Regions from separate parts of the Capra hircus genome. Here region 1 is linked to region 2. Evidence: chromatin contacts called from public Hi-C data. All regions are on one chromosome and are shown on one strand. Each heading gives the region's core, a stretch centred on a gene start, on an enhancer-like site or on the middle of the called end of the contact. The rest is flanking DNA. Distances are from core to core; before and after follow the strand shown.

The links. Hi-C and Micro-C count contacts between places; a contact is called where the count stands out from the background.
Region 1: a Hi-C map of blood shows a contact between it and region 2, with 6 times the contacts expected there. The contact joins the enhancer-like site here to the promoter of DPF1 in region 2. A contact is called at or near these places in 2 of 5 Hi-C or Micro-C datasets (both in blood).

The regions. Positions count from the first base shown.
Region 1 is chr18:49,068,368-49,074,234 of ARS1.2, reverse strand. CATSPERG (cation channel sperm-associated protein subunit gamma) reads right to left here. Exons shown (of 26, transcript XM_018062329.1): 21 at 4,184-4,560; 22 at 3,954-4,049; 23 at 3,601-3,690; 24 at 2,129-2,221; 25 at 1,936-2,035; 26 at 1,328-1,838. The coding sequence ends at 1,584. Among named protein-coding and RNA genes, the nearest start is that of PSMD8, 13 kb to the left of the region's middle. Within about 2 kb of position 3,839, at least 1 of the 5 cell types and tissues checked has an H3K27ac peak or open chromatin away from gene starts, as enhancers often do.
Region 2 is chr18:48,944,133-48,949,616 of ARS1.2, reverse strand. It overlaps DPF1 (zinc finger protein neuro-d4), which reads left to right and starts at 1,286. Exons shown (of 14, transcript XR_001919484.1): 1 at 1,286-1,631.

The sequences.
Region 1 (5,867 bases), core at 2,590-5,089, 120 kb before region 2:
TCAGTGGCCTTGCCCGCTCTGGAGCTATGCTGCCTCAGCACAGACAAGCTGGTTCAGCTGTCTGCCCTGGCAACCCCTCAGAGGGAGTGTCCCCTGGGGCTCTGCTTCTCCAGTGAAGGAGTGGAGGGGCTGGTCAGAGGACTTGCACAGTCACTCCACCCAAGACCTCTATCTAAACCACCCAAGGCTAGAGTGGAGCCTACTGGGTGGACAGGAAGTAGAAGACATGGGCACATTTGCTTTTTGACTTTTGGTCTCCGTTTTCCCTTCTTTTTTATTTTTAAATTTTTATTTATTGGCTGTGCTGGGTTTTTGTTGCTGGGTGTGGGTTTTCTCTAGTTGTGGCAAGTGGAGGATACGCTCTCTTTGCACCATGCAGGCTTTTCTTTGCAGTGGCTTCTCTTGCTGCAGAGCACGGGCTCTAGGGCGCTCGAGCTTCGGTAGTTGTGGTGCACCGGCTCGGAAGTTGTGGCTCCCAGGTTCTAGAGTGCGGGGGCTCAATAGCTGGAGTGCATGGGCTTAGTTGCCCCAAGGTATGTGGGATCTTCCTGGACCAGAGATGGAACCCATGTCCCCTGCATTGGCAGATGGATTCTTAACCACTGGACCACCAGGGAAGTCCTCCTTTTCCCCTTCTTGACACACATGTTCCTTACAAGAACATCCCTTCCCCACATAAGCAAGAGATTAGGATGGGACGGACAACCCTCAGCTCCAGGGGTGGGTTCTGAAGGGCTTAAGCCAAACAAGGTCTCATCCGTCTGGCAGAGTGAGTGGCAAAGTAGTGAGTTTATGATTCAACCCCATCCAATCAGAGTGACCAATAGGACTTTTGCCTGGGAATGTTGGACTCCAGCCCCTTTCTTTCTCTGGATAATAAACCATATGGATGCGCTGCCTCAGACTGTGAGATGCACTGGCCTGAGGTCAGAGACCACCCTCAGATGAGGGCAGGGCAGGGAAGGCTAGAGAAATGGAGCCAGAATTCTATGGACATTGAAGCTTCTGGATCAAGCTGTACCTGAAGCCTGTCCTAACAAAGTCCATAAATTACCATTTCCACGCGGACCACAGAAATTTTTGCTGCTTGCAACTAAAACCAAAATCTAAACCTCCCCAGAGACCCTTCCTTAGACAGTAGATAGGTGCTGCCATGCAAAATCTTTCACAATTAGCTTTAAACCTAGGCACTGAACAATCAGAACAGACTTCAGGCCATGGCAACGGACCTGGGTCATGGAGGACCCTGCTGGACTGTAGGGAGGTCTGGGGCACTCTGGGGAAGGGTTGAGCCAGCAGGCATACAGAGAAGTCACTATGCACCAGCTTGGCACAGGAGGATTTTGATATTTTAATAACCTATGCAGCTGGGTGGTACAAACTAACTGAACACGAGTCCTTACAAGGTTCCATAGCTGATGCTGAAACTCGAAGTGAAAATTCAAGCAAAACAGGGAGAAAGGCCTAGGATGACCAAGCGATAGGTTACATGTCCAAGGCAACCCAGGACATAAGAGACAAGGGTGGGTGGTGGCTGGGGCAGGCCAGAGGCTTAGGTGGTAGACTTCCTTTTCAAGGAGTCCTTAAGTTTCAGCCTTGTTCTCCTCTGCTCCCTTGTAGAAAACCCTGGAGTTTAACCTGGAGTTTCTCCAAGACACGGTCCCGGAGTGGCTAAAGGCCCTGCCGTCGGAGGGGGTACTGTAGGTGTAGTAAGATTCTAAGCCAATGATGCTGTTGATCTTCCATCGAAGGATATTGCAAAACTTCACCATGTAGGGCGACAGAAGGCAGCAGACAATGTAGAGAATCACCAGGCCGACAAACAAGCTGGCTGACACCTGCAGGAAACGGGCCAACAGGCGATGGTAGGCGGTCTGGGTTCGGGGTCGGGGGCGTGCCTCCACCAGGCAGGGCAGCTCCAGGGCAGCCACTTACCAGGAGGATGAGGAAGGCCCGCCTGGCACTGAGCGGGAGCCCGTGGATGTGCAGCAGAAAGGTGAGCTGGTAGTCACAATAGGTGCTCTTGTCCACGCCTCTGGTGGGGATGGGGGTCAGGATGGGGTGGGGAGGAGGTGGGCACCTCCCCCAGGAAGCCCCCGATCCCACCTCAGCTGTGTGTGTGCCTCACCTATTGCTCACCAACACCTTGAAGAAGAATTCAGGGGCAAAGATGTGGTAGGGAATGGTGTCATGGCACGGCGAGTTCTCCTGACATAGCCACCTGGGGGAGCAAGTTCAGGCACTTGTGGGACAAATCATGCCTAGCGCGTGACAGCCCCTGATCTTCCCCTCTACCCAACAAGTTCTGGACGAGCACTAACTCGGTGCAGCCTCCTACTTCTCTCCCTGATTCACGCCTCCACTCATTCAACTGGTAAGGCTGACTGACCCCCTCCCAGGAGACAGGCTGCTTGTTTATCCATTCTTTTCCTCCCTTCTTTAGGGGAGTTGTCAATTCCTCTGTTCCTATGTATTCGTCTAGATTATAGATTGTACACCTATGATGTGCCAGTTCCTCATTTATTCTTTACTGCTTTTATTCCTTCATGGCACAGATAGAGCTGGAGCAGCTGCTAGGTACAAAGGCACTTCTTCATTCCTTTTTTCATATAGTCAATAAATGCAGGTTGAATACTGCCTAGGTGCAAGTTGGTTACTTTGTTCACTCATTTGTTTCCTTTATTTGCTTATGGCATCATTTTCTTTCATTGATTAAATCAAAAATACTTATTTATGCTTGGGAAATTTCATGGACAGAGGAGCCTGGCAGGCTGCAGTCCACGGGGTGGCAAAGAGTCAGATACAAATTATAGACTGCTGCTCCTGCTGCTGCTGCTGCTAAGTTGCTTCAGTCGTGTCTGACTCTGTGTGACCCCATAGACTAAACAACAACAATGGTAAGCTTATATTCTGTCACTGTTCTGTTCGTAATAAAAATTTTGAGAACTTAAAAAAAAAAAACAGCTACTGAGGCCCTATATGCTAATTTTTTTTTTTCTCCTGGCCATGCCACACAGCTTGCAGGATCTTAGTTCCCCAACCAGGGATCAAGCCTCCAGCAGTGGAAGCATAAAGTCCTAACCACTGGACCACCAGGGAATTCCTGCTATATGCTAACTTATTACTTCATTTTTTTATTCATTCATTGATACCTCCATTCAAAGGTCAATAAATGCCTACCAAGAATGCATGAATTTGTTCACTGTCTCATTCAACAAATACTATGTTATCTATTCTAGACCTGGATTTTTAAAAGAGGCAGACTCCACGAGAGACAGTGACAGCTCAGAGGGTCAGGGTGAGAATAGGGAAGGTACAGGAGGATGAGAGAGCCAACTGTCCCACCTAGAACAGTCAGCAAAGTCCTCCTGGAGCAAGTGGCATCTGAACTAAGGCCTGAAGAAAGATTAAGAAGGACCAGTCCTGTGGATAGAGGATCCAGTTTGCATAAAGGTCAAAGTCAGTCTCATTCGAGGAATACAAAGACAGTCAGTGTAGCTTGAGAACCAAGGAGTCTCCCGGAGGTAGAATGGATGGAAAGGCCCGACAGAATGTGGGCAGATGGGGGAGAAGGGGCCTGCAGTCGGCCCAGGCACTCACTCGATGCCTAAACTGTTGTGGGACATGATGTTGAAGGACAAGTCCTCGGTGGTCATTGTGTTCTCCGTGGTCCAGATGAGGCTGCCAGTCCTGCGCAGGCAGGGGTAACCTCAGTGGGGGACGGGGCCTCCGCGGACCGAGGCCCCAAAAGGAGGCGGGGAAGGGGGTGGGGATTGGGTGGGTGGAGCTTCATGCCACAGGAGGGCTGGAGTTTGCAGGAGCCTGGGAGCCTGCGCTGTGGGCGGGGCCCTGTGGGTATGGCTTGCAGCCCAGGTTTGGTCCGTGGCTGGGCAGCTGGAGGGGGCCTGCAGGGGAAGAAGGGCCGATTATGGGCCTGGTCCCACGGGAATTACTTGTCCAGGGGGCTGTTGAAGCGGTAGATTTCCTCCTCGCTGTATTCCTTGATGGTGTCAAGGGTGGGCCCGCCGCCCACCACCTTCAGCACGTAGCTGTGGGGAGCAGAGATTCGAAGGGGCTGTCTGGAGTCCTGCCTCACCTCTACCACCCCCTTTTCTCTGCGCCCCACCCCAGTCCCTTGTCCCCAGCCCACTCCCGTCAGCCGCCGGCTTGGCCCCCACTTTACCTGCCCTGAAAACTGCCAGAATCGCCCGTCACCAAATCTTGGATCAAGAAGAATGGGTAGAAGACTGTGGGGTCGGAGGGGTGGAGGCCGGGAGGAGAAATGAGAGAGGGGAAGGAGGAGAGATGAAAGACCCAAAGGAAGAGCAGAGGATGGGTGGGGGCAGTGAGCGGGCAGGCAGGAAGGGCCGGGGAGGGCAAAGGAGAGGGCGCTGGACACCCACTGTCCCGGAAGAGAAAGCAGGGCATCTCCGGGTCCACTTTGACGCAGTCGAAGTAGTGTTTGTTCTGCGCGCGGTTGTACTGCACCGTGTAGGTGATGTCGAAGGCCAGGCGCTTGCCTGGAGGGCAGCCAATAAGCACTGGCACCATCAGGTTGCTCTGAGGGGGAGGAGAAAAGCCTGGTTCTGGGGGTCCGGCAGGAGGGACACCCCTCCTCCCCCACACACCATCACTACCTGCCAGGCTCACCCTCACTAGGGCCAAGCTGGTTATTATTATTACCGTTAAAACAATAAGAACAGCAAGGGCTTGCATAGCTCTTACTGTGCACAAGGCATGGAAGGATTCTGCGCAGAGCTTTACATATTCAAGTTTGTATAATCCTCAAAACAACCTTGCATAATATAGACCATTAACAGCTCCATTTAATGAGATGGCAAAAGTGAGACACAGAGAAGTCAAGTCACTTATTAATTATCTGAAGTCACACACATGGCTGGGAATGTGGTAGAGTCGGGATTCAAACCGAGTCAGGTGGCTACCAACTGCCTTCAGAATAAGACATACAAAACCACTAACACCTACACCTATGAAGCAGCCAGCTCCTCTGTGTGTGTTAGTCATTCAGTCATGTCAAACTCTTTGTGACCACATGGACTGTAGCCAGCCAGGTTCTTCTGTCCATGGGATTTCCCAGGCAAGAATACTGGAGTGGGTTGCCATTTCCCCCTCCAGGGGATCTTCCCAACTCAGGGATCAAACCTAGGTCTCCTGCATTGCAGGCAGATTCTTTACAGTCTGAGCCACCAGGGAAGTCCCAGCTCCTTGTTGGACTTCAATTGGCTGAAGCTGAGGGAATTCCCTGGTGGTCCAGTGGTTAGGACTCTGATTTCACTGCCAAGGGTCTGGGTTCAATTTCTGGTTGGGGAACTAATATCCCACAAGCCTGCATAGCCAAAAAATAAGACAATGAAGAGCTGAGCTGGAGCCTGATTTCCTCAACAGTAGACTTGGGGGAAGCATGGGATACATGAGGGAAGTAGGGCCCAGGATGGGAGTTCAGTATCTTGGGAATGAAAGGTTCCTGGCCTATTCTGGGGTTAGGGCCCAAGGATTTCACCGCATTGTCAGAAGGACATGGGCGTCTAGAGACTGAAATCTGGGCTTGCTGGCTTCTGTGGAGAGGGGTTTTGGCCACAGATTGCGCCTGAGCCAAAGACTTTACACCTATCAGCCACTGAATCACTGCGAAGATTTCTCAGATTCAATCTTTCCACAATCCACCTCTGTTCATGGCACTCCATCCCTCCGTGTTCAAGCTAAAAAGCCTTGGTTTCTTCCTGGAAACCTCTCTTTCTCTCAACTCCACATCCAGTCCATTCAGAAATCCTGTTGTCTCTAGAGTTCAAGATAGAGCCACTCTCTTCCCCCAACTCTTCTGCCCTCCTTGGGCTGGCCCAATCTTC
Region 2 (5,484 bases), core at 37-2,536:
CACTCTTTGTGACTCCATGGATTGTAGCCTGCCAGGCTGCTCTGTCCATGGGATTCTCCAGGCAAGAGGACTGGAGAGGGTTGATGTGCTCTTCCCTAGGGACAACCCAGGGACCAAACCCGCGTCTCTTACGTCCGCCTCCTGCATTGGCAGGTTCTTCACCACTAGTGCCACTGGGAAGCCCCACTGGATCTGCAGCCAGATCTCATTCTTTGAAAGAAGAAAGTGAAAGTTGCCCAGCTGTGTCCAACTCTTTGCAACCCCATGGACTACACAGTCCAGGGAATTCTCCAGGCCATAATACTGGAATGGGCAGCCTTTTCCTTCTCCAGGGGATCTTCCCAACTCAGGGATTGAACCCAGGTCTCCCCCATTATAGGCAGATTCTTTACCAGCTGAGCCACCAGGGAAGCCCAAGAATATTGGAGTGGGTAGCCTATCCCTTCTCCAGGGGATCTTCCCGACCCAGGAATCAATCCAGGGTCTCCTGCATTGCAGGCCTTTTCTTTACCAACTGAGTTATCAGGTTATTCTTTACTGTATTAATAAAGAAGCACAAATATCACAATTATTTTTTAAACTGTATATTAATACAAAAAGTTTCCTTCGTAACTTTGTGGATGTTATACCTTTGTAAACTTGATTCTGAAAAGGGCCTTATGGGCTTTGAGAGATGTTGAGGTACATACGGATCCCCCTGCATTCAAAAGCTTAATGACACTCCCTAATATGCCCTTTTCTTTAAAGCAAATTATTTGTTGAAAAACCCTGGTCGTGTGACTTTGATGCTCTTCTCTCTTGACTTTGGTGCTCTTCTCTCCCTGGAAAGCTCATCCAGTCTCTTTATGCATGCAAATTTCTCTTTAACCCAACCTCCAGACTTACCCAGCAGCCCCTCTTAGTTGCTTGACATCCAATTCAGACTCAAGGGTTCTGCTTCCAAAGCTGAGCTCCTGGGCTCTCCCAAACCTGCCCCTCCCCCGCCAGCCCCATCCCGGGGATGGCACCTCCGCCCCTCCAGCTGCTCAGGCCACTCACCTCGGAGTCCTCCCTGCCATTCCAAAGACTCTTTCCCTCTTTCTCCATAAATCATTGCTGCTGCTGTTGTTTAGTTGGTAAGTCATGTCCAACTCTTTACGACCCCATGGAATGCAGCCCACTGGGCTCCTCTGTCCGTGGGATTTCCCAGGCAAGAATACTGGAGTGGGTTGCCATTTCCTTTCTCCAGGGGAATCTTCCCGACTCAGGGATCGAATTTGCATCTCCTGCTGGGCAGGCAGATTCTTTACCATTGAGCCACTTGGGAATCCCTCTCCATACATTATCCATCTACAGATTCCACCCACTCTGCTGTAGTAGGCAGAATAACGGTACCCCAAAGCAACTGGTTCTAATCCCTTATAAGGAAAAAGAGTGTGTGATGAAGTTAGGGATCCTGAGATGGGAAGATTATCCTGGACTGTCCAGGTGGGCCCTAAACAGCATCACTTGTAAGTGTCCTTATAGGCAGAAGCAGAGAGAGAGAAAGAAGCACGCATAGAGGAGGAAGCGATGTGAAGACGGAGGCTTTAAGACTGGAGCAGTAAGGCCACAAACCAAGTAGCGTCAGCAGACACCGGAAGCTGGAAGAGGTACGGAAGAATGCTCCCTGGGGGTCTCCAAGGGAGTGTGACCCTGCCCTCCCCTTGTTTTCAGCTCAGTGATACCAATTTCTGACTTCTGGCCCCCAGAACCCTGAGAGCATAAATCTTTGTTGCTGGGACCTTCCTTGTGGTACTAGTGGATAAGAATCCTCCTGGCAATGCAGGGGACACAGGTTCGAATCTTGGTCTGGGAAGATGAAGCCCACATGCCCCAGAGCTCATACTTTGCAACAAGAGAAGCCACCGTGACAAGGAGCCCATGCATCGCAAAGAAGAGTTGCCCCCTCTCATCCTAACTAGAGAAAAGCCCATTCAGCAACGAAGACCCAGCACAGCCAAAAATAAACACATAAATAAAATTATTTAAAAAATAGATTCCTATTGTTCTAAGCTGCCAAGTTCATGGTCATTTGTCCCAGCAGCTGCATTCTGCTGCCTCTCATCACCTTGTCACCCTTACACTGGCCCCACCCAAGCCATCGAAGCCCCCTCCCAGGTCTCCCATCTCCTACCTTGTCCCCAATGTCTGTCCCACACTTGCAGCCGTGGGGATCTATCTAAAACAGAAGGAGATCATGCTGAAAACCCTCCACTGGCTTCCCCCTAGCCTCAGAATCAAACCCAAACCCCTTACCCTAGGTTTTGTGGTCCTCTCTGATATGGCCTCACCTTATCCCCTGTCTCAGGATTGTTGGGAGGGTCACACGAGTGTGACCACTAGCACAGTAACTGGTAGAGGTGAGAGTGCTCCCCAAGGGGCTTCCCTGGGGGTTTCTGCTAAAGAATCCACCTTGCAATGTAGGGGACACGAGTCCAATCCCTGGTCTGGGAACTAAGATCCCACATGCCCCAACTACTGAGCCTGTGTGCCACAATGGAACAGCGAAGACCCATCACCACCAAATAAATAAAAGTGCCCATTAGGGCCGCACAGACGGTGCTTTGGGTCAGCACACGAGTCCAAAGTCCAGATTCCGTGATTTCTTTGTGATCTCTATCTGGAGACCACATTTCTCTAGGCCGCTGAGAAATGTGTTTTATGCATGTAAAACCCTCATGGGCATGGCACTCAGGAGGTATGCAGGCATAGGAGCTGGTATTGTGAGGACCACAAACAATATTTATTGTGTGCTAAAATGTGCCAGCCACTAAGGGCTTTCTCTCTTCTTCCTGCTCAGTTGCTTTTGTGTATTCATTTGAGTCTTTGAGATTCCGCGGAAGGTAGCCCGCCAGGCTCCTCTGTCCATGGGGATTCTCCAGGCAAGAACACTGGAGTGGACTGCCATGCCCTCCTTCAGAGGATCTTCCCAACCCAGAGATCGAACCCAGATTTCGGGAAGCCCATGAATTCTACAGTGGGTAGCCTATCCCTTCTCCAAGGAGTCTTCCCAACCCAGGAACTGAACCGGGATCTCCCATTGCAGGCCGATTCTTTACCAGCTGAGTTATCAGGGAAGGGAAGCCCACTCAGTTGCTTAGTCATATCAAACTTTTTGCCACCCTATGGACTGTAGCCCACCAGGCTCTTCTGTCCATGAGATTTTCCAGGCAAGAATACTGGAGTGGGTTGTCATTTCCTCCTCCAGGGGATCTTCCTGATCCAGGGATCAAACCAGTCTCCTGCGTTGTAGGCAGTGTTTTTACCGCTGAACAATGGTGGAAGGCCCAGTGGAATATTACTTGGTCATGAAAAGGAATGAAATTGGTTCATTTGTAGAGACGTGGATGGACTTAGAGTCTGTCATACAGAGTGAAGTCAGAAAGAGAAAAAGAATACTGTACATTAACACATATATGTGGAAGCTAGAAAAATGGTATCGATGATCTTATTTGCAAAACAGAAATACAGACACAGATATAGAGAATGGACATAAAGGCACCAAGGTGGGAAAGGATGGTGAGACGAACTGGGAAATTGGGATTGACCTATATTCACTGCTATATATGAAATGGATAACTAATGGGAACTTGGATGGCGCAGGAAACTCCACTCAGTGCTCTGTGGTGGCCTACACGGGAAGGAAACCCAAACAAACAGGGGTCAAAGTATCAATATAGCTGATTCATTTTGTTGTACAGTAGAAACTAACATATTGTAAAGCAACTATATTCCAATAAAAATTAATTTAAAAAGTCCCAGATCTTCCTGCCATGATGAGTGGGGTGTTTTGATAAGGGTGTTGTCTCTCTGAGCCCAGATCGTCTTGTCTGACTCTGAGGTGAAGAGTCCTGCTTCCAAAGTGTGGTCTGTGTGATAGCAATATTAGGCCTGTAAAAGGCTCGGGGCAGGTCTTGATGCACAGGAGGAGCTAACTAACAGGGCCTTGGGTATTGCTTCTCAGTTGTTCATTGGGTGCCCTGGATCTCCACTGTTGCCGTGGGCTCTCTCTAGCTGCAGTGTGAGGGACTCTCGTTGCGGTGGTTTCTTCTGTTACAGAGCATGGGCCCTGGGCCCGTGGGCTTCAGTAAGCTGTGGTTCTCATTAGTGGAGCTGCTCCGTGGCATGTGGAATCTTCCTGGACCAGGGATGGAGCCCGTGTCCCCAGCATTGGTGGACAGATTCTTATCCACTTCGCCACCAGGGAAGTCCTGTATTGTAGTTATTATTATTAACTGCTATTGTTTTTGTCCTGGTAATGCATGACACCCTCCCCGCCACCAGCCACACCTCCTGTATACCTCAGTATCCCCATCTGGGCAGGAGACTTCCAAGGGTCATGTCTGAATATCCCAAGGGCAGCTTAGGGGAGGGCTGTACCCTCTGAAGAATAGTGGGAAAGAGGGATCAGGGAGGCTAAGCAAGTTGCTCCCTCAGAGGCCCAAGCTGGGCTCCCAGGGGTCTGGGACAGAGAGACTCCTATTGATTCCCAGGTGGCGCTTGTGGTAAAGAACCTGCATGCCAATGCAGGAGACAAGAGATGTGGATTCGATCCCTGGGTCAGGAAGACCCCCTGGAGGAGGGCATGGCAGCCCACTGAAGTATTCTTGCCTGGAGAATCCCATGAACAGAGGAGCCTGGCCGGCTATGGTCCATAGCGTTGCAAAGAGTCGGCCACGACTGAAGTGACTTATCGCGCACATACACATTGATTCCACAGGAGTTTTTGTAGGGAGGGGCTCTGACCTTGATAACTAAGTCCAGGGCAGTGTCTGAGGCTCAGAGTGGGGGGACCAATGTGTCCACTGGTTGGTCCCACTGCCCCCCACAGTGTCCCTCCTGGATCTGAGGAGTCCTGAACAGACTGCCCAGACAAAAACTGGAGCCACAGTGCCCTCTGGTGGTCAAATCTTTGGGTTCTAGGTTGGGAGAAGTGCTTAAAGTGATTAAATTGCTTGTTACCAAGATTCGAGTGACAGGAAGATCAGGCATCACGGACACAAGAGGTCAGGACAGGAACTTGCCTTGTGTCTGGAGAGATCAGAGGGTCAAGATTTAAAAGATTTCCCTGAAACCTCCTCCAAGAAGCCCTCCCTGACCCCCAGACTGGTCAGGAACCTCCTCTGGGCTCCCCTAGCCCGTGTATTTCCTGACCCCTCTGCCTGTCTACCCTTGGCTGTCATTGTATAGTGAGGGGTCTGTTACCCGACAGGACTGCAAACTTAAGGCAAAGCCTAGGGCAGAGCCATCAGACATTTCATTGCTGGGCCTTCCCTGGTGGTCCAGTGGTTGAGAATCTGCCTGCCAATGCAGGGGACACAGGTTCGATCCCCAGTCCGGGAAGATCCCACAAGCCATGGAACAATGAACCCCGTGTGCCACAACTAGCAAGCCTGTGCTCTAGAGCCCATGTTCTGAAACCAGATAGTAGCCCTCACTCGCCACGACGAAAGACAAACCCGT